2 separate regions of the Podarcis muralis genome follow, and region 2 is linked to region 1. Evidence: chromatin contacts called from public Hi-C data. All regions are on one chromosome and are shown on one strand. Each heading gives the region's core, a stretch centred on a gene start, on an enhancer-like site or on the middle of the called end of the contact. The rest is flanking DNA. Distances are from core to core; before and after follow the strand shown.

Evidence for each region. Hi-C and Micro-C count contacts between places; a contact is called where the count stands out from the background.
Region 2: a Hi-C map of tail shows a contact between it and region 1, with 2.7 times the contacts expected there. The contact joins the promoter of LOC114594508 here to the promoter of POLH in region 1. A contact is called at or near these places in 2 of 3 Hi-C or Micro-C datasets (blood and tail).

The regions. Positions count from the first base shown.
Region 1 is chr3:39,272,848-39,278,644 of rPodMur119.hap1.1, reverse strand. It overlaps POLH (DNA polymerase eta), which reads left to right and starts at 4,067. Exons shown (of 11, transcript XM_028724328.2): 1 at 4,067-4,129; 2 at 5,261-5,438. It overlaps XPO5 (exportin 5), which reads right to left and starts at 4,510. Exons shown (of 32, transcript XM_028724323.2): 1 at 4,279-4,510; 2 at 1,547-1,668. The coding sequence starts at 4,383.
Region 2 is chr3:39,443,483-39,448,994 of rPodMur119.hap1.1, reverse strand. LOC114594508 (zinc finger protein 318-like) reads right to left here and starts at 1,406. Exons shown (of 9, transcript XR_013392177.1): 1 at 1,197-1,406. It overlaps LOC114594512 (a long non-coding RNA gene), which reads left to right and starts at 1,598. Exons shown (of 3, transcript XR_003706002.2): 1 at 1,598-2,271; 2 at 2,864-2,952; 3 at 5,389-5,512.

The DNA of each region.
Region 1 (5,797 bases), core at 2,818-5,317:
AAAAGATAGGGAGGAGCAGCATGGTAGATGTCTGTAAAACTATGCATAACACGGACAGAAGTGGATCGAGAAAGTATCAATCAATCAATAGACTTTATTTGCGTAGCCGACAGGCCATAGCATCAAAGGACGAACACCGACAAAAATGCATTACAAATATAGTTACCATAAAATCTTATGACCTATTAAAACCCTAGGTAGAAGCTGGATTATCATTCATCAATGACCCTCTGTCCCATGGGCGGCGGCCTTTTCTCTGATAGATTGTTCCAGGTCGGTTAAGTAAATAGACCAGCCAAATTGAAAGATTATAAATATAAATATAACCTCGGAGGGATGGTCAGGACAGGGAGAAAGATAATAATAACCAGATGCAGATAAATTAATAATCTCAGTACTTAAAACTTGGCAGAGGTAATAAAATAATAATAATAAAACATAATAAAACATAATGATAATAGTAATAAGTAATAAGATCCTAGGCGAGTATTTTCTCTTTCTCCCTTAACACTTGGATCGGAGGCTACCCAATGATTGGAAGCAGATTTAAACTAGGCACAAAAAGGTAATTCTTCACACAGACAATGCACTTATAGAACAAGATGTGGTGATGCCCCCCAATTTAGATGGCTCTACAAGGGAATTAGACAAATTCATGGAGGAAAGGATTTTCAACGGCTAGCAGCCACAACAGCTAAATAGGACCACCAAGCTAAAAAGCAGTACAGTTGTACCTTGGAAGTCGAACGGAAGTCCGTTCCAGAAGTCCGTTTGACTTCCAAAACGTTTGAAAACCAAATCGCGGCTTCTGATTGGCTGCAGGAAGCTCCTGTAGCCAATCAGAAGCAATGGAAGCCCCGTCAGACTTTCGGATTCCAAAAGAACGTTCACAAACCGGAACAACCAGTTCCGGGTTTGCGGTGTTCGGGAGCCAAAACGTCAGAGTTCCAGGGCGTTCAGGATCCAAGGTATGACTGTACTGGAAACCAGTTGCTGGGTAGCAACAGTGGAAAGGGCTACAAGCTCTGCTTGTGGACTTCTCAACAATCATCTGGCTGCCCAATGTTGGAAACAGAACTCTGGAATAGGTGGCCCTCTCATCTGATCCAGAAAGGCTTCTTTTATAGTATCTGTCATCAACACAGACCCCTCTGGAAACAGTCAATAATGAACAATACCTAGCACAGCTGAGAAAACAGGCAGGAGTCAATACAAGACACACACACACACACACACACACACACACACACAGATAAGGTGGTGTTAGTTTGCTAGAAACAGAGAGGAAGTTGAATCTCTAGACAGCTCAGCAAAGAGAAAAGTGGGATCTCCATATAACGGAGTGATCTTGTTGCTGAACTAACACAAAAAATACTGATTATAAATTCCTTATTCAGCTTGTCACTGGGTTTCCCTTGCTATATATAAACTGTAGAGGTATTAACAACCAGAGATAATTATGGTGACAGGTGCATGCCTGATTTTCTGCTAAAAAGCTCTCAAAAGTTGCAATGCCACACCACTTGCTTTGCATTCACTTCCTTACTTCACCACATGCTCCAGAATCTGAAGACCAAAGTGTCTGACAATAGCAGTCTGTGTTATCTCGGCCAACTTCAGTCCACAGGGAACACATACTGGGCTCTTTTCTTTAAACTCTTCACAGAACTGAAAAAGAGCAAGAATTATTTTTTTAAGCAAACAAGAACGTTCATATTTAATTATTTATTACATTTATATCCTGCCTTTCCTCCAATGAGCTCAGGCATCCCACATGGCTCTTCCCCAACCTTTTATCCTTACCATAACCATGTGAAGTAGGTTAGGCAGAGATGCATAACTGAAGGTTTGAACCTGGGTCTCCACAGCTCTAGCCTACCCATTATACCACACTGGCTCAAAAAATATCCGCCCTCCAAGATAATGCAGAGAAAGATGTGTGAGAAGGCCAGTTTTGGTTTTCAAATAAACTGTTCCTAGAAAGGAAATCCCTTCACACTTGTTTTGAGAATATAAAGGGCTTGCTAAGGCAACAAAGCATATGGTACTGAAATGTGCACCAACTGTCAAAAATCTGAAGCATATAATGGTTTTGAATACAACCTTTAGGGTTTATAACCAGTAAAACTGCTGTTCTTCCTACTCCTTTTTTCACCTTCTATTTTAATATGTGAAACACACACACACAAATCTCAGTGGACTCCTCCTTCCCCCATACTTGGGGGGGGGGGGGTTCCCATGTAAGAACTGATAAGTTCTGTGCTACATAGACAACTGTGCACACATCAATTGTATCACGCCCACTTCAGCTTTATTTTGCCTGTCTTCTCTCTGGTAATTTCATTTATTGTGTCAATTCACAAAGCTTGTAACCAAAACCATTCTCCCTTCACCAAGTTAGAGCACTTCTCCTCAATTGTCTATATACATTAATTCATTGCTTTCTGCATCAACCTCAAGTTGCTAGAGATTACGCTAAAGGCTGTCTGCTATTCCCTCATATAAGTCTCTTATCTCTCTAGTGTCTCTCACTGCTGTTTATGCCTCTTTTATTCCATTTTCCTACTCCTGTCTTTGCTCATCATTCCACAACCATTATGCCACCAACATCTTTCCCCTCCTGGTTTAACACCCTTTGCAGAAATCCTGCTTCTCTGGGGCTATCCTAGTATCACCTTGAATGGAAATGGAAATGCAACCAATGTTACTCTGCTTCATCCAGGGTTGTGTCATCTCCTTTAACTCTGGCAGGGCTCTTCTGTGCACAAAACAGAGAGAACCTATTCAAGTAGAAATACCAGGGAGGTTGGACCTAGTGGGTCCCCACTCTGCCACGAAGCTGACTGGGTGATCTTGGCCCAGTCACTACCTCTCAGGCTAACCTACCTCACAGGGTTGTCATCAGGACAAAATGGGGAAGAGGTAAACTATGTACACCACCTCAAACTTCTCGGAGCTGCCTTCCCCAGCACTTCTACTACTGGATAGATTTCACATACTCAGGAACCAAACGTTTTGTGTCTTTTGTAGGAAATGTATACTTTTTGTGCGTTCTGCAATGGGATATAAATGCAACACAGAAACAAAACAAAAAACTAGTGTGGCTTTACATGACCTGCATCTGTTGATTTTTAATTTGTCAGCGCAGTTGGACTCTTGGGTGGGGTACGGAGTGAGAGAAAGAAGGTGGCAATCCTAATATAACAATCCCTGCCCCTCCCCAAGCATTCTTTCCCCTTTTACATCTGCCTGCTTCTTGGGAGAAAAGCAATGACAAACCTAGACAGCATTTTAAAAAGCAGAAACATCACCTTGCCAACAAAGTTCCATATAGTTAAAGCTATGGTTTTCCCAGTAATGATGTATGGAAGTGAGAGCTGGACCATAAAGAAGGCTGATTGCCAAAGAATTAATGCTTTTGAATTATGGTGCTGGAGGAGACTCTTGAGAGTCCCATGGACTGCAAGAAGATCCAACCTCTCCATTCTGAAGGAAATCAGCCCTGAGTGCTCACTGGAAGGACAGATCGTGAAGCTGAGGCTCCAATACTTTGGCCACCTCATGAAAAGAGAAGACTCTCTGGAAAAGACCCTGATGTTGGGAAAGATTGAGGGCACAAGGAGAAGGGGACGGCAGAAGACGAGATGGTTGTTCTTGAAGCTACCAGCATGAGTTTGAACAAACTGCGGGAGGCAGTGGAAGACAGGAGTGCCTGGTCCATGGGGTCACGAAGAGTCGGACACGACTAAACAACAAAATCTGCCTTGCACTGTCGAGATCGCACCCAGCGGGCACACTCACACATTGCCACACTCCCAGGCCAGCGCGGAGAGTCCGCGGAGGAGGCAAGGGGTTTTTTTTTGCCCCCGCTCACCGCTGTAGGAAGCCGGCCATGCAGGATGCTCAGCCCCCTGCAATGGAGACACCCGGCCACGTGGGCCCCAGGGCGGGCGAGGGGGCAGCATGGCCGTGGAGCGACACCACACTCTGGAAGAAGAGAGGCCGAGGCTCCCCACGGCGGGGCAACCCCTTTCGAAAGCGGAGAGGCCTCGGGGGGCAGAAACCGCCGCAGTTTCTGCTTTGCATACGGAAAGCCAACGAGGCACGACCTGCATCCGAAGGAGCAGCGGTGCGAGGGGCGCACGGGAGTCCCGAGCTGGCGCCGGCCATGTGTCTGCCTGCCACCCATCCCGGCTCCCCTCAGGCAGCCCCCCGCCCCAAAAACAACCCCGCGCCCGGCCTCAGGGGGCTCTTCGGGAGGCGGAGGCGCGGCGGTACCTTGAGGGCCTCCAGGCGGTACCGCTGCGTGGAGGCCGGGTCCATCATCACCGTCACCGCCTTCACGAGCTGCTCGCAGAGGGTGCTCACCGGGTCCCACGACATGGCGCTGCGGGGCTGGGGTGGGGGCAGGGGGGGAGCGGGGGGAGAGGAAAGCCGCTGTTGCCCCGGGCAACCGGGCTCGAGGAGAGTAAGGGGAGCAACGCTGCGCCGGGTGCGACGGCCAAAGTGGCGCAGTGCGCAGGCGCAGGCGACCCCGGCGACCTTTTTTCGCACACGCTTCTTAAACGCCGGCAGTGAATGCGATAGTAGCTCTACGGTCGTCATGTAGAGATAGGAAAGTTTAGAGAGGTTTCGTTGTTTGACGTGGAACTTTCGGGTTGCTTCAGGCTCGCTCCTGTAATCTCTCTTTTAAAAAAAACAAAAAACTTTTAGCCCACGCATCTTTCTCATAAAGTAAGACTTGAACTAGAAATAACACCCCTCTCTGCCTCTACTTTTTATTGTAGGGGGGAATACTTTGCCGACCCCGTTCAGCTAACATAATAGATTTCAGCTAGTTTTCTAGTTTTCTTTTCTTCGTAGGGACGAAAGTAACTCTTTCCCTAGAAAGTGACTCTTTCAGCTAGAAAACTAGCTGAAAGAGTTACTTTCGTCCCTAGGAAGAAAAGAGAAGTCTAATGAGCCCCATGAGTTTGCTTTTTGTGTATGTCCGCAGTAAATCTATGCATCAATTGGAAAAATAATAAGCGGCATTACCCGATTCTGACGTGTAGTGATAGAATTGTAAAGTAATGCATGCGTGCTTTTTTATTTTATTTTAAATTGGGGTTACTGTCAGCTTCCAATGTCCCTGAACGAGCAGCTGTCACTTTTATCCCTCTCCGAAAGTGATCACACGACCGGGGGTGGAATTCAGAAAATCCACTGAGCAGCTCAAGGAATTGTCAGTCTAACATTTCTACATCTATCATCCCGCTAGTTTGGTGAAGGAGAGTCGCGTCACGGTGTCCCTGAAAGAATGACGTAATCGATGGCCCTTCCACTACGGGGCGGAGGGAAATCCGTTCTCGGTCTAACCCGTGGCCTTCTTTTCCCCTCCGAAGACTACATTTCCCAATATGCATTGCTGTATAAGCAACTGCGTTCGAGGCGCAAAGGTAGTTAAAGGCATGCTGGGAGTTGTAGTCCTTTAGGCGTGAAGGCGGGAGTTTTAGCGGCTGAGGCAGCTGAGCTGTTGCCTGGGCTTGTTCAGCCTCCGCGCATCGCACCTGCGGCCCTCAAGCCGAACCCGGCTCCGTTCTTCGCCTCCTTGCCGTGGCGGCCCCGCGTGGCCCGCCATGTCTCGCGGGCGGGAGCGGGTGGTGGCTTTGGCGGACATGGACTGCTTCTACATGCAGGTGGAGCAGCGCCTGGAGCCCAGCCTGCGCGGGAAGCCGTGCGCCGTGGTGCAGTACAAGACGTGGAAAGGCGGCGGGTACGGAGCTGCTGCTGCTGCTGCTTGACCCTGCTAGCTTTG
Region 2 (5,512 bases), core at 157-2,656, 170 kb before region 1:
TAATTTTCAAGTAATCCAACCAGGTTTTAGGCGCCCAATATGCCTTAGCAGCCATTCTACTTTTCAAATTCATTTAACGATCCACGAACCTTTGGTAAAAATAAACCTAAGCTCCTCCCCACAACAAGCCAAGTCTACAGGTATTGCCTTAACCTGTTAAGCGTATTTTGTGTGTGGGCAAAAATCACCGGCCACTTTCCTTCATGTAGAAATGAAGGAAAGAAAGGAGTGTGCAGCTCAACCTGAGAAGGGTCTACTCAGAGGTCTTACTAAATCCAAGGTGATTTCCTCTCAGATGTAGGATACACAGGGCTGTTGCACATTTCATGTTTCTCTACTTTGAGGCAAAGCTTCCCCTCCAGCTGTCATTAAGCCTTTCGACCTCCTTCACATCACCACAGAGCCAAGGCTGGGATCGCGGGTAAGATTGCTTAGGGATGCTCAAGGTTGCTGGGCGCATGCCCAGAAATGTGGGCCATGATGTTATATATAACTAAGTTGGGGGCAGGAAAACGGCTGGCTATTCCAGCAAGTGGCAGTTAGGTGCGAGAGTTGGGGGATGCTCCTTGGGGAAGGTACAGTGGTACCTCGGATTAAGTACTTAATTCGTTCCGGAGGTCCGTACTTAACCTGAAACTATTCTTAACCTGAAGCACCACCTTAGGTTGGGGCCTGCTGCTGCCGCCGCGCTGCCACAGCACGATTTCTGTTCTCATCCTGAAGCAAAGTTCTTAACCTGAAGCACTATTTCTGGGATAGCGGAGTCTGTAACCTGAAGTGTATGTAACTTGAAGCGTATGTAACCCGAGCTACCACTGTACTGAGGCAAGCGGGCGGCAGTTACCCCTGGACGCTGGGGAGGCGAAAGAAGAGGAGTTTGGATTTGATATCCCGCTTTATCACTACCCGAAGGAGTCTCAAAGCGGCTAACATTCTCCTTTCCCTTCCTCCCCCACAACAAACACTCTGTGAGGTGAGTGGGGCTGAGAGACTTCAGAGAAGTGTGACTGGCCCAAGGTCACCCAGCAGCTGCATATGGAGGAGCGGAGACGCGAACCCGGTTCACCAGATTGCGAGTCTACCGCTCTTAACCTCTACACCACGCTGGCTCTCGGAGGCGGCTTAAATTCGCTCAAGCCGGGCCAATTCCCCAACCCGCAACCCCCTCAGCCTCCGCCGCCACGGGCAGAGCGTACCCGACTACTGCGGCGCGAAGGCGGCGACCGGCGCGAAGAGCGTCCGCTGGAGCGCGAGCGGTGCCGGCGGCGGCTCCGCGGAGACCGGGAGCGCGAACGCGAGCGCGAGCGGTGCGAGCTGCGGCCTCGAGCCGAACTGGAGCTGGATCCGCTGGCTTTGGACCGGCTGGAAGACGGCTTGCTCGAACGGCTGCTGCTGGCGCGGTGCATCACGACAACAGCAGCGCCTCCGCCGCCACCAAGGCCGCTCTCGCCAGCTCCCTTCCCAGCCCCCAGCCCCCGCTCTGCGCACGTATCAACTGCCCCCGCTCCTCGCGCGCGCACGTAGCACCGGACGCAAACGCTGCTTGCGCGGGCGGGGAAGACACTTCCTTCCGACGTCCTTACAAAATGGCGGCGGCGGAACTCGAGTCACGTGGCCTTTGCGCCTGCCAGGGGCTGTAAAGTATTCTCCCAGACGCTAGAGGCCGCTGGTGGGGGAAAAGATACAGTATATCAGTGGGCTCCGTCCGGCCTGGTAACTCAGAGTTCATAGAGAGAAAACGTGTAGAGCAATATACCCTGAGTTTCCCGTTCTCCTTTTAATGTGTTCTGTTTCAACAGTGGTCTGCGAGAATTTCAGCTGATTCAGAACACGGGCTTCCTCTGGCTCTCGTGTCATTTGATCACTGATCTGTATATAGGCGGATTTCTGAGGAAACGCCCAAGAAAGCAGGGGGCTTGCAATGTTTAGTTGGCTGACCAAAAAAGGCTGTCCTCCAATTAATCAGTCCTCAGATGTAAAATAATAAAAATCGTAATGAAAACTAAATTGTTGTAAATATGCAAACGGAAAGTATCGTTTTAAAATGATAATAAGGGGGGGGGGTGACTCTTCTAATCCGATTATAGGAAGGTGCCCTATTGCAGCTCAGAATATTTGTCCATTTACTTCAGCGTTGTCTACTCTGACAGCAGCTCTCAAGGTCCTGGACAGAGATATTTCACATTGCCTGATAGATTTCTGCTTGACATCCTGAAAAGATGCTGCCCCACCAGCTCTGACTCATTGTCATTGTACACTGATTAAAACCAAGTAAGATAGCTTTTTGTTCCCCTTGTTCTTATTCATATACTGATTTAAGATTTGACTGATTAAAATTCATATTATTAACCAACTGCTGTTTTAAATCTTTTCATTGTGCTGTTCTAATGGTCTTATTTTTATTACATATTTTAATTGTGAATGTTTATCTCAGTGCCTTAATTAACTTGTTTTATTATATATTTTAATTATGTATCATTGGTTTTATACTTATAAACCAGTAAGAGGCCATCTTGGAAATGAAGTAGTATATAAATTAATAATACTATTTATATAATCAGATTCATAAAATAGTATTCACCAAACAATGTTGGAAACCTAATACCTTAAATGTGTTTGTGTTTATTTTAGACATGATTTCCAAGCTGAATCGGAGTCTTTGATTTTGTATCTGGCAGAAATTTTGCAGTTGCAATTTTTGTACACCTGTTCTTGTTCTAAACTGTCAGGATGATGTGAATCATGCTCACTTTCTAAACGGAATATGCATATCTGTTTTGTTCGCTGTCCATTTGACTAGGTGCTCCTTACATAATGACACACTCTGAGATTATTCAATTCATTGTCCCAAACTTTCATCAAGGTGTCATCTGTCCGGTGCATACTGTGAAAAGATCGTTTGAGTTGTGCATACTTTGTGAGCTTCTCTGAGAGCAAGAGTGAACAAGAGAGGTAGGTACTGAATAAGATATATAGTACACATTAGAAAGTTGCTAAGGGGCAGAAACTAATATGGAGGAGGGTCCATAGGTTGGTAGTAAGCACATTCTAGCAACCACTACCGCTCAAAGTAGATTAGCCTTTCCCAACCTGGTGCCCTCCAGAGGTTTTGAACCTTAATTCCCATCAACCATAGTCAGCATGCACTGGCTGGGGCTGATGCAATTGTAGTCCGAAGCCTCTTGAAGTCGTTAGCTGGGGAAGTCTGGAGTAGAAATTACTGGGCTCCATGGACAAATGCTGGGCTAGATGGTTCAGCAGCTTCCTATGTTCCTGTACGGACGCAGGTGGCACTGTGGGTTAAACCACAGAGCCTAGGACTTGCCGATCAGAAGGTCGGCAGTTTGAATCCCTGTGATGGGGTGAGCTCCCGTTGTTCGGTCCCAGCTCCTGCCATCCTAGCAGTTCGAAAGCACAAAGTGCAAGTAGATAAATAGGTACCGCTCCAGCGGGAAGGTAAACGGCGTTTCCGTGAACTGCTCTGGTTCACCAGAAGCGGCTTAGTCATGCTGGCCACATGACCTGGAAGCTGTCTGCGGACAAACGCCGGCTCCTTCGGCCAATAAAGCGAGATGAGCGCTGCAACCCCAGAGTCGGTCACGACTGGACCTAATGGTCAGGGGTCCCTTTACCTTTACCTTATGTTCCTGTACAGTTTTAAACCCTATTTAACTGAATTTTGTCTGCAAGTAGTCCAGAAGCTCCTACTGTATAGAAAAGTAGGATGAGATAAATGCAGTTTAATTGTTGCAACTGTTGGCTCAGGAGTTACCCACCTTGAGTCGTTCTGATACGGATAAACAGAAAGGAATTTAAAACATTATGGTACTCTTTTGGTTTGAGTCTGCCATTGCCATATTAAACTTGAAATACGTTGAATGGTTGAACCTATTCTCTGGACCATCTGTCCAGAAGGAATGCAAAGTGCAATTGAGGACACGAATTACAGTACCCGCTTATGCAGGGTGGTACCCCTGATCTATTAACTTAAGCTGCAGTGCTGTGCAGTTTGATAGATGGGATTCAAGCTGACTGGCTGTACACAGGAATGCACCCTTTAAGAGTACATGTTCCTGGAATAACTAACTTTATAGAAGCCAAATATTGATATGAATTAACATAACTATGAAGACATTTAGACCTACACAAAGTCAGAACAAAACGCATCAGAAGCAGGGCTTGCAGTGACATGCAAGTACAAGATTTATGCCTCTGACAAAAGGATAGCTACTCCAGTGAAATGATGTTTGGAAGTAGTAATGCAGGAAGTTGGCTGACAACTCTTCTGCTGCATTCAAGCACACCTTGGCAATATGTTCAAGTGCTTTTTTGGCAGATTCTCCCTCTGTTGATTCTTTGTAACTCGATGGAAGGAAATGGAACCCAAGCATATCATCTTATGAAAGACACCAGTATTATAAACAGTGTAGTAGAGAAGTTTGAAATGGCCCTAGTTCAGTGGTAGAGCACATGTGTTGCATGCAAATGGTTTCAGATTCAATTTTTGCTGTTTCACATGCAGAAGGAAAGAACTAAAAGTGCACCACTCAACTAGTTGAGCACCAATGCAGCTTGCATGTACAAAGTTTCATGTATAAACACAAATATATTCAACATATTCTTAAGGGATAAAGCATGGATATATTGTGGAAAACAACAAGTTCATTTTGCGTATGGGAAACGCTGGGAGAATTCACACTTGCAATAGGAAACACCATAGATAGGAAATACTTGGCCTTTCAGATGTTGTTGAACTCCAGCTCCCATTAGCACTAGCCAGCTTAGTTAATGGTCAGGAATAATGGGAACTGTAGTCCAACAACAATGGAGGGTCACACATTCCCTGTACTTGTTTTACATTGTTGTGTGTCTGTGTGTATGCACGCACACTTCTGATGTCCACTCTGGATCCCATCTTCACTGCAATCTGAAGTGTAAATAGGCAGAGAGGCAGGAATCGGTAGGGGATGGAATTGTGTACAAACTGAAACCAATGGAGGTGCACTAGATCCGCTTGCAAAATCACCATGAGGAAGTACCCTTTAATGGAATGTTTGAAGTAATGTTTGGAATTCCACAATGTTCTTAAAGAGCAAGTAAGAGATTGTGTGTACATAACCTGACATGTTCAGCAGTGGGTGTTGCAGAATAATCAGGGAAGTTGCTGTGCAGCTGGAATCTGGAAAGAGCTTGGCAGAAGTAGATTCATGCCACGCCTCATGTTGAAAAAGGTGGGACCTGTGAAGAGGGGTTTTCCTTTCTGGGTTGAGAATAGTATATGTATGGAGAATGGTGGTGTTTGCATAAAGAAATAAAGAAATTAATATTTTCCTGTAACAAGATTATGATGATTTTAAAAACATTAAAATTTTGCCTTTCCCCCTTAAGAATCATCACTCTTCTGTCACCACTGCCTCCTGTTCCATGAACCCAAGACTCCTCTTTCCCCCCACCTTCCAAATGGATTTCTGGAAACATTGGATATCCATTTTGTCTGCAGGCTGTGCATCTC